Linked DNA regions of Mus musculus: region 1 is linked to region 2. The links are chromatin contacts, called in public promoter capture Hi-C maps. All regions are on one chromosome and are shown on one strand. The core of a region is the stretch at or near the end of the contact, and the rest is flanking DNA. Distances in the headings are between cores, read along the strand shown.

The links. Promoter capture Hi-C pulls out the DNA fragments that hold promoters and counts their contacts.
Region 1: a promoter capture Hi-C map of the C10 cell line shows a contact between it and region 2. The contact joins two enhancer-like sites. A contact is called at or near these places in 7 of 39 promoter capture datasets (the C10 cell line, the HPC-7 cell line, hematopoietic stem and progenitor cells and 3 more), 1 of 15 datasets of contacts at CTCF or cohesin (CD8 T cells), 5 of 484 Hi-C or Micro-C datasets (DN3 thymocytes, bone marrow-derived macrophages, liver and 2 more), 8 of 115 datasets of contacts at active chromatin or transcription factors (the 230-238 cell line, CD8 T cells, acute myeloid leukemia and 5 more) and 1 of 9 other capture datasets (embryonic stem cells).

What each region holds. Positions count from the first base shown.
Region 1 is chr10:99,234,946-99,240,106 of GRCm38.p6, forward strand. It overlaps Gm34777 (a long non-coding RNA gene), which reads left to right. Exons shown (of 3, transcript XR_871999.2): 2 at 1-142; 3 at 3,741-4,068. Among named protein-coding and RNA genes, the nearest start is that of Gm34777, 4.5 kb to the left of the region's middle. Within about 2 kb of position 2,451, at least 44 of the 459 cell types and tissues checked have an H3K27ac peak or open chromatin away from gene starts, as enhancers often do.
Region 2 is chr10:99,439,257-99,444,843 of GRCm38.p6, forward strand. It overlaps the pseudogene Gad1-ps. Among named protein-coding and RNA genes, the nearest start is that of Gm34983, 18 kb to the right of the region's middle. Within about 2 kb of position 2,900, at least 76 of the 459 cell types and tissues checked have an H3K27ac peak or open chromatin away from gene starts, as enhancers often do.

The DNA.
Region 1 (5,161 bases), core at 1,201-3,700, 200 kb before region 2:
CTGGATACCCATCACATGCCCAGCATCTTAACAAGTGTCTTTGCTTATGTTATTTCATTCACACTTGTAGGACTCCCCGTGGATGTCATCTGAAATCCAGGGAGGTTTTTAAAAGTGCCCGGGATCACAAAGCTAGTAATTGGTGAGTTTAAACTGGATCCCACACCTACCGGATTTCAAAGCATGATCTGTTTATTATGTTAGATATGATGTTAGATATTAGTTATTGAGAACTATGAAGCACGAGTGTTACTTGTGCAAAGAGTCCATGAAGGCTAAATAGGAAGCCGACAGAGGCGTACGGAAGTCAAAAGAGAGTCTTTGTCTCAAGGTTCGCTACTTCCGTAAGGGGCACATGGAGGATAGCCAAGTGACATCTGATGAACTTAGTCATGAGCAGCTTTGGGTCAGAAGGCCATTCTGAAAGCTTAGAAACTACCCAAAACAAAGAGTTCTCTTCCAGTGACATTAATCCACCCTTTCATATAATGAATACTTGGTCCATCCCTATCAGCGTTTGATCATACAACCGATGAATTATTCCTCATCATCTTATGAATTCTTAGTACTTTCATCAAGGACTTCCATATCTATTGAAGCAAAGAGATTTCAAAGCTATTGGAACAAGTTGAAAGATACTGTGCACTGCACTTAAGTGCCTCTTCTATAACCAGCATATTGTGGGCACATGCTGATCGACAATTCAATATCCATCTCGCCATCATTTCCTGTGGAGTGTCTGGTGAGAGTGTTAAAAGCAGGCACTCTCGGGACTCCACAATCAACAAATAGGCACCTGACCCACGCTGGAGCCAGGCTTTCTAAAGTGAAGGGAGATGTTAGGACAATGGGCAAATGATGGGTGGGCAGTGTTTGGGGCAGTGTACTGACCACATCATAGGATGGATCCTGGAGTAGCCCATCCCATCAAGGCACTTCTGCCCAGTTCTCTGCTCCATCCTAAGAGTGGACAGAAACACAGCCAGTGAATTTCTGATGTGAAACAATGGCAAGCTAAAGATTCCCCTTGATGAAGTATGGTTATTGAAGGAAGATAGAAGGTAAGTTAGGTTCGTAGAGTAAACCCAGGCACATGCTGGTAAGACACCAACTGCATTAGCTGGAGAGATGGAGCAGAGAGAGTAGAGCCAGAGTCAGAAGGGAAAGGCACAGGTGGCTTTAGTGGTCACTAGACACAAATTGTGGGAAATGAGAAGACTTCAAGAATGCGAAATAGGCATCTCCCTGACTTCCTTTCTGCTCCTACGTTTACGTGAGTAGGGCTAACCACACTGGCTTAGATAACCTATGGAAGGGCTTATCCTTAGATAACAGTGATTCTCTTTCTCAGCAGCCATTAATTGCCTGTAGTTCTTCACCTAGAGGTGGGACCTTGTGAAATTTCCCCCATCCACGTTGGCATGACAACTTGTGATATCACTGGGCTGACCCTGTTTAAGTGACCATATTGTTAAGATTGCATGAGTGTAACTTCCGGGTCATATACAGAAAGACATTATCTCACGGCCAACCCCCTGGTCCGGACATGCAGAATCGGTGTTCTCCCTGTGCCTTTAGCTTTAGGTGCAGGAGTTGTGTTGGAGATGTATCAACTGAGCCTGGAATCATGGTCACTTGTGGCTTTCTGTAGCGATCTCTGACTGCCGCAACCCAAAACTTCTTTGATGAGGGGTGAGGGCTTCACTTATATGTGGGAATAAGGGTAAATATCTAGAATACAGTTAGAAATTATATTGGTTTAAAGAAGTGGTGGTAGTCGCTTCCCTTTTAGGATACATGACTTCACCAGTAGTTGGGTAGGTTTACAGAACTAAGGATGAATTTCCTGCCATTAAGTGGACTTTAAATCCAATTAAAGAGTTGTCGGTTGCCAATCAGAGAGCTGTTGGATTGGTAGAATTAATATTGTGAAAATGGCCATCCTACAGGAAACAATTTCCAGATTCAGTATAATTCCAATCAAAAATCCTCATGCTATTCTGTACAAAAATAGGATAAAGAGAATCCTAAAATTCACATGAAACCGCTCCAGATTGCCAAAGTAATTCAGAGCAAAAAGAGCAACCCTCGAGGGATTACCATATCAGATTTCAAGCTATATCTCAGAGCCGCAGTAATAATAGGAACATGGGCAGCAAGTTCTTATTTATGAAGAATGTCTTCTTCCATCGCTGTCTTCTGAGTCTTGTGACACATACATCATTTCCTCCTAAAATATTATCCAGGAAACTTGGCAGGGGATACAAATTTCTCTTTCCCTCTTCTCTCCAACGGCCCAAGGATATGTGTTTAAGTAGGTTCTTGAAAACAGTCCTGGAGAGCAAGCCACACTCCAACATCAACAAGCACACTCGAAGAATGACTGTGTCTCCTAGGGCTACTTACCACGTCAGAATTCCTACAGACATGCTCACCTACGTGGCCACAGCCCACACAGTTCACACAGCCTTGCCACATCTCCGTGGGAAGCTCTGTGCTGTCAGGTCCTGCTGCTTAGGAAAGGTGTTTGAGTACTGGTCTTCGTCATGTGGAAAGAATTCAACAGTGCTCGGGCAGGCAGCGATGTGCTCAATGGGCTGTGTTGTCCCCTCAACAAAAACTCACAGGACACGAGCGGACAGAAGCCTCTCTGAGTCAGAGCCCACTGCCTGCTTGTCCTTTGTCCTTTGAGCCAATAAATACAGTAACACCCAGACCTATAATATCTTATCTGCAGAAAAATACGACAGTGGCAGAGCTATGCACCTAATCTCTGAGCCAGCCTCTACAAGAGCTTTCTAGAACCTTGGAATTGAGGGACTCATTTTTGAGATGAAAAAAAAAAAAAAAAAAGAAATGTTGATAATCTTGTTGGAGTCTTCTTCAGCTTCTCATTTTATATATCTTGGAAATTGGTTACCTAAAAGGAAAACCAAACTGGTAGTGTTTTAAATAAGCATTTGAGTCATACATGGAATAGCATATCTTATCCAGTGACTTATTTTTATTTTAAAAATTATATTTGAGATAGGATCTTGCTTTTTTTTTTTTTTTTTTTGGTAGCCCTACATTGAATTAGACTGACTGTATGACTGTGAATAATCTTGAACTTGTGACCCTCTTCCTCTATGTCCCAAGGGCTCGGACTTTAGAAGAGTCAATGCCATGCTAGGTTTACATGGTGCTAGGGTTCAAATCTAGTGTGTCATAGACAAGCACTCTACCAATTGAACTACATTCCCTGAGCTGTTATGTGGTATTTTGAAAGATAAAACATGGTTTTAGAATATGCTAGACACTTTTGAAAGCCAGCTTTCTCAAAACCATGATAGTAGATTATCGAAGGAAACCATGTTCTGTGGGCACCTGAGTTTTGGTTGTTGCTCTGTCTTTTTAATGGGCATTGGGTGTTTTGCCTATGTGTATGTCTGTGTGAGGGTGTCAGGTCTCAGAGATACAGACAGTTGTAAGGTGCCATGTAGGTGCTGGGAATCAAACCGGGTCCTCTGGAAGAGTAGTCAGTGCTCTAATCCATTGAGCCATCTCCCCAGCATCAGGCATCCAAGTTTATAGACTATTTTCCTGGGTAGCAGCAGGAAAATAGCCAAAATGTCTCACCAGACTTTAGGACCTCACATAACTTTTACTGGAGAATTCAATTTAGATCGTCGTGTTTGCTGCAGCTGCATCAGCCAGGTCTCATTTCAAACAAATTTTCTCCGGTTTCTTTGCCAACAAAGCATACTTGACAGAAATGCCTCGGAGTCAACTCCTGCTGTGCCACCGGCTTTAGGCATTTTCAATTTAAGGAAGCAACCATTAGGATATTTTCAATGATGAGAAGAACGCCATTAAGCTGCCACAAATGTCAAAAGTTCCTGGCTCTGTTGACACTTATGTAATTGTTCTGGAAACCCCCACGCAGCGGAATAGACCTACAATACCAGGTATGACGCACTGAATATGTCTATGCGCACACTCGCTCTGAAGCATCCTCCAGGGAGATTTTTTTATTTTTATTTTCCTTAGAAAAAATAATAAAAGAAAAACTAAGGGGCGTTAAATGGAGAAAGTTTTCCCTGTGAATTTTTGTTTCCTTTCCTTTCTTTCTTTCTACAAAAATTCAGTTGCTTTGCAAAGAGCTTCAGAAGAGGCCGCTGTTTTCATTAATAAAGCAGCCAGATGGGCAGCACTGAAACAGGTTGAAACTTTGAAATTCTCCTGAGGGGAGTGGGGGTAGGAGGGGGGGGGAGGTGGGGGAAAAAAAAAAAAGAAAAGATCCTGTGTGTTCTCAAATTCCCAAATGGACTTTACTTCCTCTTGTGACTTTTACCCAAGGATTTATTTATTTATTTATTATTTTTTTTTAAGTTGTGACTGATAGCTGTGTGATTGGTGTCCAATCTTCTGTTCAACGATAAAGAAAACGATGCCTGGGATGGAAGGCTGATCAGCTCATGCACGCACGGCTAGACCTCAGTCACGAAGCCTCACTGGGAGCCTACTCTTTAATGGCTTTTATAAAGCCCAAATGTTGGGGCGGGGGTGGAATGGAGAAAAGCATATGGCATCTTAGCATACCGTACCCCGGGGGGGGGGGGGTATGCTAGAGTTTATAATGCTACGGCAGCGTGTATTTCATTAGTAATACACACAATCCAGACTAAGAATCCTATCAGTTCTGAGCCAAACCAGACTCCACAGGGCAGTCCCCACGGGCAGCTGAAACAGGTTACGAATAGGAATTGATGTCTGGGCAGTCATGGAGGCTCAGCCATTTGGTTGTCATCAAGGCCTTGTAGTACGAAGTCATCGGTCTGTTCTCCACCTGCAAAGAGGCAAAGCAGAGGTGAGCAGCACCCATCAACACACTCTGTTGTGTTCAAATTAGGTCCAGTTCTTCCTCCCAGCCCCATGCTCCCAGAAATAAGACTCCGACTCAAACTACATTTATAAATACCTCAGCCACATAGCTAGGCTCTTCTCTGACTAGATCCAACTTAAAAATATCCCACTTATTTTAACCTGCATTCTGCCACGTGGCTGGTTACCTGGGCTTTGATACCATGCATCTGTCTCCTCATATCTTCCTGGCAACTCTTCCCACCTGACTCTATCCAGAAGTCTTTCTCCTCCATGATGTCCCACCCACCTCTATTTC
Region 2 (5,587 bases), core at 1,650-4,149:
AAAGTCCCTACTGCATAAGCTAAGATAAAACTCTTCGTTAGTATCTAAGTACTGAGCGGGATCCGGTGGTTCACGTTTAGATTTCTAGGAAATTTCCACACTTACAACTAGGAGAAGCTACAGAGAACATGTATGCCCCCACACTTTCTCTCCTAACACCCCTTCACAGGCACAGTGATCAATATTCCCCAATATCAACATCCCTCATCAACATGGTACACTTGTTACAAATGATGAACCTACATAGAACAATGTAACTGCCCCAAGTCTATAGCTTACATTTGAGTTCACTTGCTGTTAAACATAGGCTTGGATAAATATATAACAACATTAATGTGCCAAATAGCATCAGACAGAGTTTTCATTGCAAATATACTCATCTGAGGTCTGTGTAATTATTTTTCTCTCCCTTAGTCCTTATAAAACCACCGACTTATTTATTTAATCCTATTAAATAATTTCGTCTTTTCCAGAATGACATCACATTGGAATCATATGGGACGCACCCTTTCATGTTGGTTTCTTTCACTTTATCACTATGCATTTAATGCATCCATGTTTTTTTTTTCCAGTGTTTTGTTTTTGTAGCCTTAGGAAGCGGAACCTAAGCCTTCGATATGCTAGGCAAGAACTCTCCCACTGAACTGCATTCTAAGCTTGGTATTGGCTCATTTTTTTTTTAAAACAACTGAGTAAATCCCCACTCTATGTATCAGAATTTATCTATTCACTGATGAGGGACTGCATCTAAGCTTTGTTCCACTGAGTGTGGAACATTCATACTCAGGTTCCTGCATGAACACACGTTTTCAACTCCATTTACTGAGCACCAAAGAGTGACTGGTGTATCATACAGTTTGTGTTTTGCACGAAGCTGCCAAACTGTCTTCTACCATGATGGTACTATTTTGTATTGTCCCAACAATAAATGAGTTCTTGTGGTCCACACTTTTGTAGCAATTTATAGTTGTCAGTGTGTTGGGGTTTGGCCATTCTCACTGTTGCTTCAATTTTCATTACATTGGCGTCAGTAAATACACGGCATGTGTGGAGATTAATATTTACAAATGCTGCAATGAGGAATGGAGAATCCAGTTAGCAGAGTGCTAGCCTTGGCAAGCATGAGAACTTGAGTTCAGCTTCCTGGCACCCACGTATAAAGCTGGGTAAATAGATTGTGACTGTGATCAGAGTGCCAGGAACCAGCGACTAGGATGGGAAGAGGAAGGGACCTGGAACTTTTGGGTTCCAAATCATGGAGCCCCAAGATTGGTGAGAGATCTTGTTTCAAAAGTATGGCGTAAAACAGAGGTTCTTGACCTATGGATTGCAACCCCCTTTAGAGTCTAATGACCCTTTCATGGGGGTCACATATCAGATACCCTGCATGTCACATATATACATTATGATTCATAAGAGTAGCAAAATTACAATGTCCATCTCTAGCCTCCGTGGGTATACACACACACACACACACACACACACACACACACACAAACACACACACACACACACACACACATACACACACACAAACTGCCATAGTCATTAGGCATTGAAATTGCATTGTTATTTCTATGTAGAAACAAAGACCTGAATATTCATAGAATGATAAGTATTATTGTAGCCCTAAATCATTCCGTTCTTCTTTAATCGAAAAGCAAAACAAACAAACAAAACCAAAGCAGAAATCCTTGAGATGAACTCAGTACTGAGATAGTAACATGTCAAAAAGAAGGGACTAATGAGATTAGTGAGGATTGTTTTAGTTGAGTAATTAATAAGAAGGAGTGGGGGAAAAAAGCCTATCTTCAGTCGTAGCACTCAGGGCTGGTTCTTTGATCCAGAAATGGATGGGAGTAAGTAAAAAGGGATGTTCCCTCGGTAGCTTGATGATTTTGGCAACAGTCCAACCAGTGTTGCAAGAAAGGAAGCGGCCTCAAGATGAAAATCTCTTACAGGCTGGCATCTGCCCAAAGCTGAGATGTTGACAGAGAAGTGCAGGCACACCCCAAAACATCCTGATTAACTCGCAGGTGTTGTGCAAAACCCAGTGGGAAGAGGAAGACCATACTGCACCCTAGGCTGACTCTGCTGGTGGCCCTACTGGTGTGAAGAGTGCTCGATAGGCTAGAAACCCTAGGATGGTTCGGTGTTTCTGTTGTAGACTGGAGCCTTTCTCAGAGACGCATAATCTTGTTGATCTAGAAAGGATTTCGCAGAACAACTTTCCCAGTGGAATTTAGTTGTCCAGAAATTCCCTTCAAAAAATATCTCATAACACTACGCTGTATTCGGGTAGAAGGTATGTTAGCAGTAGAAGTAACTTCATGAGTTCAGTTTCAACAAATTCACTCATCACAAAGCCGATAAACCGAACGAACCAATGCTGTAATCAGAAGACGTGAAATGAGACCCGCTGGGACATGATTTGTATGGAGTATTTATCATCTTATTTGTTTTTGTATTATTTTCGTCTCTTTATACATCATGAAACAAATTGTGATCAGCATGAGATGTATTTGCGAATGGGAGGTCTCAGCAATCACCTTGTTGTCTTGTGGGTACCCTGGCTGTAGGAGAAATCTTCCTCCTGAGATCAACTGAAACCTGAGTCAAGTTGGAAATGCCAAGTCAATGCACCCAGCACTAGCTAGCATAAAGCTCTGCTGAGGTTTTGTTTATTAAACATTATGATAGTATTGTGATAGCATGCTAGCGAAAAAGTATTATTTAAAAGGTTAAAATGGCAGCCTTGGCTACCACGTTGTGTTTAAACCTCAGCTTGTTTAAATCTCATCTGGAAAGCTCTCCCATGGAACCTTAGAGAACGCTGCAGGCCGTTGGAGGAGCTGTGGTCATTATTTCTCAAGAACTAGAGTGGGCAATCCGACAAAACAAACAAGCTCAGTGCTGTTAAAGAAAATGATTTACGTTCCTTTCAGGACATGTCACAATGAGGACTGCACTATGGACTTCTCGAGCGCTTTTCTGTTTGATTTTCACGCAGAACGAATGGAACACAATGTGTAATGTTCACTAATTGCCAGTTTTATTCTGTTAGCATCTTCCTTAGGATGTGCCTAGGGGCCCAGCGATCTATTTTATTCATATGTCTTTCACCAGTTAGGTTTAAAGTCCCTTCCTAAAGTGGCCAAGCTCCTGTGTTTTCCTATTGCTGTGAGCATTAAGTAGGGAATTAATTTGCACACAGTAGGGAACTGGTTACTTACTGATTCTGCATTTAAGCTGTCTGTGAACTTATTCTCAAGCAAGCATTTACTATTGTAATGTGTGTGGTGTGGGGTATTATGCTAATGAATATTGTCAGTACATAGACTGACTCATCTATAATTTTGTGTAAAATATCATAAAACCATTTTTTATGGACTATTAACTAAAGGAGCAGGTGTTGAGTATTCACTGTTGTTCGTGTTCAGCGCTGATTCTTTAGAAGGTTGGCCTTTTGGGCAGTTAGTATACAGAAATATAAGAAACAACCTTATCAGAGATAGCTATTGGTACTGTTCTTCATTAAAATAGGCTTTTGATGGTTACTATAATTCCTTTGTAAATTGACTGTTCCTTTGCCTAATTTATCAATGCCATTCTGGTCAATAAACCTAATAATGTAATTTTTACCATCAGTGTTGTAAATAAAAAAAAAAACAATGATAATTTGTGTTTGGTTGAAAGAATGAGTCAACAAGTCGTGTTTATATATTCATACCATAAGGACAGCATTCACAGACTGAATGGTATGCTCATTTTAGCTTTACATTTTTTTTGACATTTCTTAAGGTTCCTAATTTCTTCAATTTACATTGTCATCTTTTAAAAATGTTTTCAATTACAAAGTGTCAACTTTAATTTCTCTTTGCATCTCTTGGGTGCCTCTTTGCTCCATCTGGACTGGCTGTTCTTTTGAACACTTAGCAGTTTTCATTTCGAGACTGATAATTTTATTATCCTGAAGCCATTTCTTGGCTTGAAAAAATTTGTTTGGGGCGGTTGGTTTCCTGCCTCCTTTTCCCAGAAATGATTTGTGAAGTGTGTTCCCAACTGCATGGATGTATAGGAAGTCAACGTTGTGAGTCTTTTGATATCCTTATGTGAATAATTGCAGTCTCTTTAACATTTAAAATACAATTAGTCCTCTATGTAAATATTAACAGGGGCAGAAAGCTTCATTTATTGTCTAATTTCATCTGATCACGTAACCCCAAGCTTTTTGCCAAAATGATGAATCGTCTTCGGATGCATTCAGGAACATTGTGTAATCTCTGTAAGATTATCATGGATGCCTGTGAAAGGATCAGTGTGCTCCCTGCTGCCAAAGTGAATCCCATGCTTTTATGTCCTCAGAGTCTCTACCATGGCATCACGTTGGAGATGTCTTTGCAGGTTCCTGTTATTTTGTTCCTCTTTCTTGGTTTACTCTCTCCATTAGTTACAGAGGAAGGGACCGTGGGTGACACAACTTTTTTTGAGGTCTTCTGTGTTTGAAATCTTTTTCTTTTCTTTTTACTCTTAAAAAAAAAAAAAAACCAAAAACAAACAAACAAACAAAAAAACACCTGAGTGCCGGACCAGGGATCGTGCAACCAAGGAAGAAACAGCATTGTGGTGACACCCAGCGCGTACACCTGTGGCGCATCCGAGCCCAGCAGGGGATACTTCCTGGAGGAATCTCTGGAGGGTCCAGTTCACTGTGGCTGAACAAAGCCTGTTCCTGCGCCCAGTCCGCGGGGGACTCTTGAACAATAGAGACCCCAAGACCACCGAGCTGATGGCATCTTCCACTCCTTCGCCTGCAACCTCCTTGAACGCTGCGGGAGCAGATCCTAATACTACCAACCTGCTCCCTACAACATATGATACTTGGTGTGGATGCATCAGAAAACTGGGCCTGAAGATCTGTGGCTTCTTGCAAAGGACCAATAGCCTGGAAGAGAAGAATTGTCTTGTGAGCGCCTTCAGGGAGAGACAGTCCCCCAAGAACCTGCTTTCCTGTGAAAACGGTGACCCGGGTACCCGCTTCCAGCGCACAAAGACCAACTTCTCCAATTTGTTTGCTCAAGATCTGCTTCCAGCGAAGAACGGGGAGGAGCAAACTGTGCAATTCTTGCTGGAGGTGGTGGGCATTCTCCTTAACTATGTCCTCAAGACATTCGATCGCTCCACCAAGGTTTTGGATTTCCACCACCCACACCAGTTGCTGTAAGGCATGGAAGGCTTTAATTTGGAGCTGTCTGATCACCCCGAGTCTCTGGAGCAGATCCTGGTTGACTGTAGAGACACCCTGAAGTATGGGGTTCGTACAGGTCACCCTCGATTTTTCAACCAGCTCTCTACTGGTTTGGATATCATTGGTTTAGCTGGTGAATGGCTGACATCAACTGCTAATACCAATATGTTTACATATGAAATTGCACCCGTGTTTGTTCTCATGGAACAGATCACACTTAAGAAGATGAGAGAGATCATTGGATGGTCAAATAAAGATGGTGATGGGATATTTTCTCCCGGGGGAGCCATATCCAATATGTACAGCATCATGGCAGCTCGTTACAAGTACTTTCCGGAA